2 separate regions of the Scylla paramamosain genome follow, and region 2 is linked to region 1. A link is a contact called in public Hi-C data. All regions are on one chromosome and are shown on one strand. The core of a region is the stretch at or near the end of the contact, and the rest is flanking DNA. Distances in the headings are between cores, read along the strand shown.

Region 1 (3,790 bases), core at 158-2,657:
ATAATAATAATAATAATAAATCGCAAAAATATACCAGATAAATGTGGAAAGTGCTCGTGTAAAAATACTACTATTTACGGAAATAAATAAACAAATAAACAAGGCCATAGATAAATAATTTGTCGTCCATATGAAATGCTTCCCGGTCATCGAAACTATAAAATAAAAATAAAATGAGCAAGTCAGGATGTGGCGTTACAAAACATTTGCGGCTGTACGAAAATTCAGTCACACACAAATATATTAAGGACCCATAAAATACAATGGCCCTGTTTTTTTCACCGTCCCTCCCCCCACCAAAAAAAAAAAAAAAAAGACTCAAGGGGGAAAAAATCGAAAAAGTTGCGATGCGGCGGGGTAAAAATAGGTTCACGAAAAAATATAAAGGATAAAATAACGATAATAATATCAATGATGATGATAATAGATGATAATAATAGATGATGATAATAATAATAATAATAATAATAATAATAATAATAATAATAAATACAAGTTATGGATGCGGCGCACCGAAAATTCACCGAAAATTTAGCCCCTTCACTGAAATACCCCCTCCCCCCCAAAAAAAAAGCAAAGGCTGGACATACCGTACGTAGTCCTACAATGGGGGGGGAAAAAATACTAAGATCTACTAGTAACAGAACAAAACCCAGAGAAGCCAAGATATAGCGATAATCTTGTACAGTGAAGGTGTTGCTAGTGCTACTACTACCACCAATAATAATAATAACAGAACAAAACCTGAAGAAGCAAGGACATACCATACGTAATACTAGTCCTGCATAATGAGAATCCTAACAATACTACTACTGCTGCATCTACCACTACTACGACTACAGAACAAACTCCACTGAGAAGCCAGCGCGTACCGTAAGTAATAGTCCTGTATAGTGAACGTGGAGTGTATCCAGCAATAGGTGTTGATCACGTTGCCCTGGCTGAGGCTGGTGATGCAGTCGATGGGGTTACCGAAGAACTCCGCAGCGGTGAGCAGGACAGAGGCGCCGATCAATACCACCACCGTGAATTGGTAGTGCAGGCGGAATATGGAGCTCTCGTTGACACACTCTCCCCGCGCCAGGTATGCCTTCAGTCCTCCCAGGTACTTGATCGCCGACATCTTGCACTGCCTTCAATGCTGCGCCGGTAATATACCAAAACTATTCCTTCCGTCCCTCAAAAATGATTCCAACCAAAACTACTCCGTGCTCTTACAATATCCAATGCAAAAGTCGCCTTCAATTCCGTTTCCTGAGTGATATTGACCAAGATTTCCCTTTGCGGCTTCCTCCTACAGGTAAATCTCCAGGAATCCTCCTCGGATGTTCTCCTTTTGCTGGTAGTCCAACAAAGCGGAGCGTCACAACCTCCCTCCCACCACTCGGCTTCACACTGGCCCAGGGAGCGTCCTCAACCCTCACTGCTGGTCACCTCACGCCCGCCACTCGAAACCCGGATCGTCTCTTCCTGCTGTGCGCCAAGCCTTTCTAATCCGAGACTGAGAGAATGGGCGGTGCTTCCATGAGCCCCCACAGCTGCCAACATGGAGCGCATTGAAGTCCTAAGCTGTTTTTCTGTTTATTTCCCTGTGCTTCGTAGTGTGGCTGTACGCGTGTGGGTCAGTAAATATGTGGTGGTTTTGTATTATCCACCTGTAGTCAGGAAGTGAAAGATAAGTGGCCTTTGTTTAAATGGACATTGGCACGCCTGAAATTTTGCCCATTAAGGACCTACTCTCGCACGGGGTTCCTCCTGCCGAAATCCTTCAATATTTTAGGGAATTGCTCATGTTTGCATGAATCCCAACATAAAAACTGAACGGAAATCAACAAAATACCGTAGTTGCCCAGCTGAATACAGAAGCTCGACTTAAATCAAACAATTGTGTATGAAAACTTTAAAATCCTGAACGCCTCATTTTTAGGTACCGGCCCTCGTGTAGGAGGCAAGGACCCGGGAGAAGAGGAGACACAGGGAGGGGAGGGGAGAGAGAGAGAGAGAGAGAGAGAAGGGAGGGAAGGGAGGACCAGACGAGGGTTTAGGGAGGCGGGGTTGGGGTTGTGTGCTAAGGCGGGATTTCTTCATCAGCAGAGCATTCTAAGAAACTCCACCTGATTCATTGCTGACTTAACCTATCGAGAGAAAAACCTGCTGGATTCTATTTTCCCCAAACAACACAGCATTAATATATCAAGAAATCGTCACACCACGGCATCATTAGAAACACACACAAACACACACACATCAAACCGCGGCCTCACGTCAGCCACGGTGATTGTTTTCCTAGCCCAGTAAAAGCTGTAATTCTATGCATTCAACTTTCACTCTGGATAGCTTTGTAATCTTAGGAACTACTCTGTTTCAGCAGCAGCAGCGATAATAGTAGTAGTACTGGTGGTGGTGGTGGTGAAGTCTAGAGTACTTAATGTTTTTTACCACGCTGTCACTTCATCTCACAAAGGTCATTAACATTCGGCATTAACCTTTATTTCCTCTTCCACCTCCTCCCTCCCACTCCCTCGAGGCAAACAAGCGCCAGACTGTTACAGATTCACTCACTACCCACCCTCTCTTACCCGCTCAACTCCTCTGCCTGTCTGTCTCTCCGTCCGCCTGTCTGCCTGCCTGCCTCATTCCTTCACTGTTTCACTCATTTCCGTCCATTCATTCATATTTGTCTCATATTCATGTTGTTTATCCCACTCACGGTTATTATTATATTGTTTATTTTATTTCATCCTTATCTTGTCGTTCACTTCTTCACTCATAATCTCCCATGCTTTCACACTCATTTTCTCGCTAACTCACTTCTGGTCACTTCTGATGAATCTCGTTAAAAATTAACCAAAAGGGAGAAAAAGCTAACTTACAAACAAACCGTAGAAAATAATATATATATTTACTTACCAATCACTTCATTATTACTAAACGATTGTTCTCTCTCTCTCTCTCTCTCTCTCTCTCTCTCATCGCTTCTCGGGCTTTTGGCTAAGATCAAAGTGTAGTATCTGTTCTCTCTCTCTCTTGACTCAAAACTCATGAACTGATGGTCGCGTATGGGCGGAAATAGATAGAATTCCAATATGCTTATAATCTCTCTCTCTCTCTCTCTCTCTCTCTCTCTCTCTCTCTCTCTCTCTCTCTCTCTCTCTCTCTCTCTCTCAATGGAAAACAAAAAAATTCATAAGCCTCACTAATGTACACTTCCTCCTAGTGTTCTCCTTCCGCCTCCACATGTACACTATCCAGTAATTATACCATTCCCCACATCCTCGTTGCCTTAATGGCTTAACTACGCAGTGATTCACTACCACTCATCTGTCTACACTTGCCTTTACCTCACCACCGTTGGAAACAGTAGCCGTATGTGTTCTACCTGAACCCCAAAGCATCATGCCGATGCTGTATTTTTAAACGTTTTTCCGATATTGTCAAATTTTATAAGCTACTGGACGTATCAGTCAGATTCTCATGGGAGTTTTTGCTACTGATGATGCAGAGGATGTGTTAGACTATTATTAGAACCAGAAAAAAAAAAAAACGCCCTTGCAAACCCTTCCTAACGTAAACTACAGCACGTGAAAAGTAGTCAGCTAAACACATCTAAATATATATATATATATATATATATATATATATATATATATATATATATATATATATATATATATATATATATATATATATATATATATATATATATATATACTCGTATATATATATATATATATATATATATATATATATATATATATATATATATATATATATATATATATATATATAT
Region 2 (3,857 bases), core at 878-3,377, 220 kb after region 1:
CATCAGCCTTGCTAATAGAGATGCAACGCTGGCTCCCTTCCTCATGACTGGCTATCTATCTGCCTATCTATCAATCCCATCCTCGCAGCTACCCCTTTCTCGGCGGTTCCTTATCACCTCTTTCATCAGAGATAAAACCAGGCAAGACAACAATGCCCTGATAATTCTAAATGTAATTACGTCTTTATTTAAAGGTACTTATGTTTTTATTTAAAGGTGCCAAATTACATACTCAACTTGTAACACTCATGCATCATACTCGATCAAACAGACAAGAATATGAGGCGGAAATGTAGTACAGACGTATTGCACCGAACTGATTAATGCCGCAGATCCCAAACACAACATACACATTTAAGCGAGCCAATATTATGGTCGGTGTCTTACAAATGGTCGCTTAATCGCCTAAGTCTTGGAACGCATAACGAGAACAGGGGCATTGCAGTATCCAGACACATTAGGAAGGCATAAGATTAGAAAACTGAAGGTGCACCAACAGAAATCTTGAAAAAGTCAGCTACACAAAAACTAGTAGAAACCAAATCCTTGGGAGCATTTAAATTTTAAAAATAAATAAATATAAACGAATTAACTGTACCAACCCAAAACTTACTGATAAAAGAGCCACTGGAGAGACCTGAAGGCGCAGCAGGAATATTTGTCAGAAAACTTCACAAAGGTATAACAGTACAAAGGAAACTTGGGAAGAGGAGAAACATGGCAAAGGTTCACATTGAGCCCACACATTATTAATTACGAGGGCAGCCGGGTCAAAGTTCCTTATGATATGCTCTAAAATAAATAAAGCACAAACCACGCCGAAGGAAAAAAATTGTGCATTACTGGCCTAATAACCTATACTCATCATGAACAGTAACAAAGACGTGAAAAGCGGCGATACAATTAGCATTACTACTTCTACTACTACTACTACTACTAATAATAATAATAATAATAATAATAATAATAATAACAACAACAACATTTTAAGGAAGCACATGGGTGGCGTACGCCCTTCCTAGGTGCTTTGTTTGGGACCTAACAGGTGGTGGGCGTCGCGGGTAGTGTGTGGTTTTGTGGAACTGAAATTTTTTTTTTTTTGCACTTTTTTTATTTTTTTTTTTGTTTTTGTTTTTTGCTTTATAGTTGCAAGCTGAGTCACCATAGGAAACTTATTTTTCATGGATGGTAACGGCTGCCTGTTGCTCTCATTTAGATGCGCGTGATCTGAATGCGCTCCCCCCGTCAGTCCTAACAAGGCGACCCTACATTAACTGCACCAACGACCGCTCTGTATTTAACACGCTGAATTTACGTAACATTTGTTTTTGTTTATTCATTTATTCTTTATATAGTGTACTTCAATTTGGGGTGTTACATAGAAGTAGTTACACCTGAATGCATGGACTCCATACGCCTCTCACCATTTCTGACTTGTTCCCCATTTCTCTGCAGTACAAGCATTTTGGTCAATGAAATTAGTAGTCTAATAGGTATCTGGGAGCGGCAAAACTAGTACAAATGATTCATCTAATTACCGATGCTTATAACTAATTTGAGTAGTCTGAGCCTCAAATTAAGTAGTTCCGTCGCTTCTTATGCAAACACAATATTGTATAATTGGTGATGATGTGCGGTACTCACCTGCAGGTAGAGGAAGAGCGTGACCCACTGGTAGTATTTATGGTGTCTCGTTTCGTGTTCACTATCCGGACCGTGGACATGCGGGTTGGAGATGCCCGGGTGAGGCACCACGACGCCCTCCTCAGCCCCGGTGAGATCAGGGATAGTGTAGGTCGAGTGGATCCAGCAGTAGGTGTCCATGATGTCTGCCCTCACGCCCTCCACGATGCAGTCGATGGGATCGCCGAAGTACTGTCTCTGCGTGATGAGCAAACTGAAGGCCACGAGGATGAACATGGTGCCCTTGTAGTGTAACCGGAATATATTGTTGTCGATACTGACGCTGTCGATCTTTAACAGACCGCGTATCGAGCCGAACACGTCATACATTTTGCCGGGTGTTGTCTTAACTCACAGCACCAGCAAGAGTCCACTCAGTAACGAGTCGCAGCGCAGCACTACTGATCCCTGCGGGTGCTGACGCCACACTCCCGGCTGATCAGCGGGCTAGCCTCGCGCCGCCCACCAGGCCCGTTCCGGAAAACAAGGAACGCGGGGCATCACTTCATGGCGGCGGCGGCAGAGGAGCGGGAAGTGCCCACATTAATCCTGCTGTAATTCACACCAAGTGGTTATTGATGAATATCGAAGGATATTTACTGTCTGTGCACCTGTATGTCAGGAATATGGTGAATGCAAGTAATTATAATGAAGGTGTGGTGCGGGAGTGAGTGGGTGGCGGGGCGGGGAGGGAGGTGCCCGCTGAGGGTCAACAGGGAAGTCACCTGTCGCCGGTACTCATCAATTAATACACAGCTGTAGGTCCCCGGTTCACCCTCACGGATTTGGTTGATGGAGCGTTATGAAACATCCGTGATTCACCCTTATCTCGAAAGAAGGCCCGGGCGAGAATGATAAGACAATAAAATGTTAACATCTGGCAGCGGGCGGCAGTATTGGCGGCGGGAAAGCTCACGTAGCCAAGTCGCCGCTGTCCTGCTGCTGGCCTGCTCCTCGCCGCCTTGTCCATTCCAGCGCGGATAACTTAAATGCAGCAGACAGAACTTATCCGCACGCACTGATTATTTTCCTCAAAATATGAACACTACACAAAACGGCCATTCACATTATGCAACTGGTCATTAGCAGTATATATTTTTTCTAGATAAGCAGCCTGAAGGCTTTAATTATATCATATTCATATTATGTATTGGTATAAAGGCATTGTTAATAAAACAATGCGATGAAGAGTCCGGTAAAGCAAAAGTTAATCCCGTGATTATTCTTGTATATTGTGGGAAGGTATTAAAAGCCACAAACACCGCACTGGATAAACTGAACTGTTTTTGGATTCTAATGATAATATAATATAATTTTCTTACCAAACTTGATGTCATAGCTGCGTAAACAGAGGGCCAGGTTTACTACAATGTACGTGCCAGCAGGGGAAACTTTCAGCCAGTTGTTGACCCGTGCATGGTAGGCCCCGCCCACTCACTCTCCCCCCACCACCCACATCCCTTCACCCTCCCTCACCGTCACAGCCCTGTATAATTTACCAACTCTTGAGTTCGCAACGGTTGGGCTGGACAGTGTATTCTTCTGATGACAACTTGGTAGTGCATGCTATACGGTGGATGAAGGATTAAATGGATTTTTTTTCGAAACCGCCGCTGAGAGTGAAGAGAAAGTTGGGTCGTTGTCCTGCCGTGAAGCAGTGCGTGGCTGTAATGACTCGATCACTTGATTTCCTAGGGAGGAGCACTACTATCTGTATAGTCTACCCAATGTAATTATGTGTTTTGTGTGCCAATTTGTGGGTTCCTTTTTTCACTGTTCGTATAGTCATCGTAATTTTTACGTTTGTCAGGCCTTGGCTAACGTACTTAAGTGTAGTCTCTCTCTCTCTCTCTCTCTCTCTCTCTCTCTCTCTCTCTCTCTCTCTCTCTCTCTCTCTCTCTCTCTTAACATAACCCACGTCCCTGCAAGGCACTTTTACCGCCGTGTTGAAGAGGCAGGCTTGGGCCAAGCCAGCAGTGAGAGCCAGGCGCGGCCCGCCCACCTGGCGACCTTTCGTCAGCCCCACCCTACCCCGTCTCAAAAGTTATCATGTAATGAATGCACTGAGTGTGTTTGAGCAGCATGGAAAAGACATGAGGCCCCTTGCATTTTCTTTTTTGTACTCTCGGATTTGTTACATCAGTTTTGACTCCACCCAGAGTAATGAAACAATA

What was found. Hi-C and Micro-C count contacts between places; a contact is called where the count stands out from the background.
Region 2: a Hi-C map of muscle shows a contact between it and region 1, with 6 times the contacts expected there. The contact joins the promoter of LOC135112333 here to the promoter of LOC135112326 in region 1.

The regions. Positions count from the first base shown.
Region 1 is chr23:17,649,388-17,653,177 of ASM3559412v1, forward strand. It overlaps LOC135112326 (innexin inx1-like), which reads right to left and starts at 1,408. Exons shown (of 7, transcript XM_064026667.1): 1 at 873-1,408. The coding sequence starts at 1,123.
Region 2 is chr23:17,872,891-17,876,747 of ASM3559412v1, forward strand. LOC135112333 (innexin inx2-like) reads right to left here and starts at 2,128. Exons shown (of 5, transcript XM_064026684.1): 1 at 1,645-2,128. The coding sequence starts at 2,013.